Regions from separate parts of the Danio rerio genome. Here region 1 is linked to region 2. Evidence: chromatin contacts called from public HiCAR-type data. All regions are on one chromosome and are shown on one strand. The core of a region is the stretch at or near the end of the contact, and the rest is flanking DNA. Distances in the headings are between cores, read along the strand shown. Region 1 overlaps LOC141376109 (a long non-coding RNA gene). Region 2 overlaps trim45 (tripartite motif containing 45).

What was found. HiCAR-type assays count read pairs that join an accessible place to other places.
Region 1: a contact with region 2 is called in a HiCAR-type map of caudal fin, with 5 times the contacts expected there. The contact joins two enhancer-like sites. A contact is called at or near these places in 2 of 18 Hi-C or Micro-C datasets (caudal fin and embryo) and 2 of 4 datasets of contacts at active chromatin or transcription factors (caudal fin and gastrula embryo).

What each region holds. Positions count from the first base shown.
Region 1 is chr9:22,381,060-22,383,759 of GRCz12tu, forward strand. The region is part of intron 2 of LOC141376109 (a long non-coding RNA gene); the gene reads right to left. Among named protein-coding and RNA genes, the nearest start is that of tent5c, 14 kb to the right of the region's middle. Within about 2 kb of position 1,327, at least 4 of the 62 cell types and tissues checked have an H3K27ac peak or open chromatin away from gene starts, as enhancers often do.
Region 2 is chr9:22,145,355-22,148,054 of GRCz12tu, forward strand. It overlaps trim45 (tripartite motif containing 45), which reads left to right. Exons shown (of 6, transcript XM_681301.9): 3 at 29-158; 4 at 964-1,078; 5 at 1,190-1,316; 6 at 2,603-2,700. LOC141376109 (a long non-coding RNA gene) reads right to left here. Exons shown (of 3, transcript XR_012385312.1): 3 at 1,970-2,115. Among named protein-coding and RNA genes, the nearest start is that of trim45, 8.8 kb to the left of the region's middle. Within about 2 kb of position 1,252, at least 25 of the 62 cell types and tissues checked have an H3K27ac peak or open chromatin away from gene starts, as enhancers often do.

The DNA.
Region 1 (2,700 bases), core at 77-2,576, 240 kb after region 2:
GTGTGTGTGTGTGAATGTGCGAGTGTATGGATGTTTCCCAGTACTGTGTTTTGGCTGGAAGGGCATCCACTGTGTAAAACATATGTTAGAAAAGTTGGTAGTTCATTCAGCTGTGGTGAATTCCGATAAATTAGGGACTTAGCCAAAGGAGAATGAATGATTGTATAAATTACAGTAAAATGTTAAACAGGGTGAGGCAGTGGCGCAGTAGGTAGTGTTGTCGCCTCACAGCAGGAAGGTCGTGGGTTGCTGGTTCGAGCCTCGGCTCAGTTGGCGTTTCTGTGTGGAGTTTGTATGTTCTCCCTGCGTTCGCGTGGGTTTCCTCCGGGTGCTCCGGTTTCCCCCACAGTCCAAAGACGTGGTACAGGTGAATTGGGTAGGCTAAATTGTCTGTTGTGTATGACTGTGTGTGAATGAGTGTGTGTGGATGTTTCCCAAAGATGGGTTGCGGCTGGAAGGGGATCCGCTGCGTAAAAACGTGCTGGATAAGTTGACGGTTCTTTCCGCTGTGGCGACTCCAGATTAATAAAGGGAATAAGCCGACAAGAAAATGAATGAATAGTAGTGAAAATTATAATAATAATAATAAAAGTGAAAAGATAATAATGATAATATTAGTGAAAATAATAGTGAAAATGAAAATAATGATATAAGTAAAAATATTAATAATAGTGAAAAAATAATGATGAAAATGATATAGTAAAAAATGATAATAGTGAAAAATGATGATAATATTAGAGAAAATAATAATAATAATGAAATAATAATAGTGAAAATGATTTATTGCACGCCTCTCGCTAGTGCCCATATACAGCCATATTGCACTGATACTCGTGTGATATTGCTCATATATTGGTGCTCTACCAATAAAAACTGTTCTTGGTTTAATCTTTATAAAAGTTTTACCTTGTAATCTTTTTACAATCCTGAAGGACGTGAAATTCATTGATCTAAAGCTATGAAGCCTGTAGCTTTTATAGGAACATCCTCAGTATTTAGCTTGAAACAAGCAACAGCGCATACGTTTCCGTTGTCTCAGTAATAATAACATTTAGCCGTGCTGTGTGTTTGTTTGAAGGCCTTCATGCTCTTGTGCTCTTGGCAGCACACGCTGATATTATAGGTCGTGGTGAACTGGCACATCACCCTGCTCTTCTTCTTCACGTCATCAGCAAATACCACTTCACATATGGTTTTGTTCTCTGGATTTAGCAGAAACAGCAGATTTGAGGGGAGAAATTCCTCTTTTTTTTGTGTGTGTGTGTGTGTGTGTGTGTGTGTGTGTCGGGACAGGATGGCTGGCTGGCTGACAGAGGTCGTGATCTGAGTGTCATTTGCCCTCTTTCAACAACTCTTAGTGACACACTGTGACCCCATGGATCATCTGCTGAATACATGCTGACTGATCTCTGCCTTCATATCTGAATAAGACCACTAGCGGAAATGTATTGTACATTTTACTAATGAAATATGCAGTTGTTTTGTTTTTAAGAACTTAATTTTACCATTGCATTATTATAACAGGAATAAGAACAAATGGTAAATCTTATTCTCAGCAAGCTTCATTTATAAATTAAGTGACTCTACTGAAAAACTATTTATAAAAAATGAGGTAAATAAAGATTGTTATTGTGCTTATCAATATCCTGGATCTTAAGTTCTCCCAATGGCACCACTTTATAGTCAATGGCTTTATAAAAATTTTAGTCATTTACATGACTTGTAATTGTTTTAAGTGCATTTGGGGGGTGAAACACACACACACACACACACACACACACACACACACACACATATATATATATATATATATATATATATATATATATATATATATATATATATATATATACATATACATACATACACACACACACACATATATATATATATATATATATATATATATATACACACACACATATATATAAATTTATACATATATGTGTATGTATATATATATATATATATATATATATATATATATATATATATATGTGTTTGTGTCTTTTATTATTATATTTTATTTTAAATTAAATTTATTATATATATTTATATTATTACATTATTTTAGGTATAATATAACCCTTAGGTCAGAACACAAGTCAGATATAAAAGCGAGCAATACACTTGGAAAATCAGCATGTTGCAATGCAAAAACTTTACAGTAGAAAGAAAAAAAAACAAGCACGGTCACAGTGAACCAGGTAGGTCAGTTGGCAACTCCTAATGATAGCATAGCGATTACACATCACACAGAGGCTGAACCACTGGAGAAATGAAACATGAGCATATGGAGCACTGCTTACTAATATCCTCCTCACTAAATGCTTGTGCTAAGTTTGATTTAAACCATGCTGGAACAAAACAAATCTTACAGGTAAAACAGCATTGAAAATGCTATAGACCCTTTCACACTTCCAGGTTCTCCGTAGCGGAAGGCTTCATGGTTGGGTAAACTTAGAGCTCAGTTAATGGGAAAATACAACAAATATTTTTTGTACTATCTTGTTTGCTGAAATAATAAAATAAAACCTCCACGGTGATGTTACTTACAGACTTACAGAAAAAGGAAATAATAGTGTGAGATTGATGGGGGCAGCCAGAGGAGAGAATAACGTCAAATTTACTCTCAGCCCTATAGACGCTGCATTAGAAACACCTCGCATAAGCGCTAATTCATTTTTTGTAATATGAAGC
Region 2 (2,700 bases), core at 2-2,501:
TACTTGTCCTGGTGTGAATCACTCACAGGTGTGGAGCGAGGTTGTGAAGGTCAGCGGGGCGAGTTCACTCTGGTTTGCAGGGACACTTCTGGAGAGCAGATGGGCCAGGGTGGAGACCCTGTGATGGTCAGCATAGTCCACAGGGAGAAGAAGGGCTGGTGAGGATATGAAAAAATTAACACTAATACATTTAAATAATAATAATTAAATCTTTACTTGAAGCATACCAAAAGCCAATGCATTGTAATTCTGATTAAATTTTTTTAAATATGCTGTTTTCTTTTGAGATTATACTTGATATAAGTTAAAGTGTCTTTATTGTGCTTTTTGCATATTATTATTCATGAAGGGTGTCCTCAGAAAGGAAAATAAAAACTATTCGAATTGCCTGAAACTAGTTATAGACTGGCGGATCAAAGGGTGGGGCAAGAGGGGCACAAGCCCTCGTTTAATTTGGATTGACCACTATAGTGCTCTTTCCTCTAAGTCATTGCTGATTTATATCAAAGCTCGGACATAAAGATGCGCTTTAAATTATGTCAAACACCGAATGTTACCTGTTACTTCAGTTATTTTTCTTGTATGATAAGTGCTTTCATCCCAGTAGATCAACTGGCTTGTTTTAAAACTGGGATTAAAGTTGTTACAATATTGCTTGCTGTGGTTTGCTTTCAGACAAATGTTTTAAAATCAACCAAAATTGATAGTCATATGCGAGTAGACTAAACATGTCATTCATTGATCAGAGTTTCAAGGTTTATTTTCCGGGATTCTGCTCATAGCTGTCATATATGCGTTATTTTAAAAGACCATTTTGACCTGTTAGAACTTATAGAGGCAATCAATAAATAACCAAGGAGAAAGAGCAGACCTTGCAGTCAAAATACTGAACATTATCAGCATCTGAGATGAGATAATAACATTATCCAGACAGTGAGCTTTCTCTTTGATGTCATATTCCAGCAGTGTAGAGGCGTCTGTGGTGGACAACAGCGACGGCTCCTACTGTGTGTCTTACAGCCCTGCTGAGGCTGGACTTTACTCAGTGTGGGTCTGTGTTAAAGCACAGCACGTCCAGGTACATGTGCAGATAATAAACAGTACAGCTATTTATTGATAATTATTTTAAAAGAATTATTAATGCCTTTAAAAAGCAGTTATGCTGGGACTGATAATCTCTGGTTACTAGGGCTCACCATTTGTGCTGAACGTGAAGAGGAAGTTGAGACGTCACAGTGGTATCTTCCACTGCTGCTCCTTTTGCTCCAGTGGGGGCAGTAAAGAGGCTCGCTGCGGCTGCACAGGGACCATGCCAGGTACTCTTTACATACAGCTACAATAAAAAAAATCAAGAGACTACTCGAATATTCTCAGCTTCTCTGGATTTATTACTGCGTGTTTAAGAAAAACATATATTTTTAGTTTTTGTCTGTACAGATGGTATTTTTTCCAAATTTAAAATAAAAAGGTGTATTTTCTTGTAGTTTTTTTGTTGCATAAACTAAAATAATGCGCCCCATTTTTTATGATTTCAGAGGAGTTTTGAATTTTCATATTTGGTAAAATAATACTGATTTTCAATCACAAAAAATAAAACGTTTTTTATTCTCACAATGCTCTAAATGACAATCATTTTCCTTCAAATTTGAAAGAAATGTTATCGGACCTTCATAAATTGAAACAAATATAAACATAGTACTCAAAATAAGACTTGGTTAATCCAGAGACACTAAGAATTAACAAATGTTTCTTCTAATATTTGTGGATTTCAAACTTTTTGGTCTTGTAAATTGGAAACATTTATTTAAAAAAAATATTTTCTTAATTGTTTAACGTCTGATCTGTCTGCCTCTAAGCTAAAAATTGTAGCTTTCTTGTTATTACAACAGAAAACATCAGACCTGTAGACAGCCTGGTGAAAGGGGTGGTTCTTTTTCTCAAAAGTGCATCTTTTTGCAATTGTACGCCTCATTTTCTATTGAATTCTGAAATTTAAACTGCATTTTAGTGACATTTTAAGCACTAATCTGAATTAGCTTGACGGATGGTCATCATAACCACACTTTTTGACTATTTTAGCCAAAATATTATTCAAATAAATTTTAATACGGTACACTTTTGGTGCTTCACACCTTTTTATTGGTCTTTTGTTTTGTTTTAAGAATAAGGTCCAAGATTTAGAATAAAGGTTACTTGTAAAATGTTTTCTCCATTTAAAAACAATACAGTAGTAAAAAAAACGATGTTGGACTCCACAACAAAGGATTCCGCTTGGTCTTAAAGCCTTTTTCAATGGATTATTTTCACCATGATGGCATAGCAGTCAAAATAGAACAAACAATTTCTGGCATTTGTCAGTGAGCAGTGGGTCTTTCAAACCACCCCAGGGGAAATGACACATCATATTCTGACTATTCATATTTTGGCATCATAAAAACTCACAGAGGCTCCCAAAAGTCCCATATAAAATCTTAATTGCATCTTATATGCACTTTGTTTTGTTGTTTTGAGTTTAATGAATCTGATTGATTATTATGTTCATAATGTCAACAGAGATGTGTGTCATTGGATGTAATACTTAGTGCTGTTTTTGTGTGTACAGGGGGGTTTAAGGGTTGTGGACACGGTCATAAAGGACACCCCGGTAAGCCGCACTGGTCGTGTTGTGGGAGTGTAATGGAGGCCTCTGAGTGTGTTCTC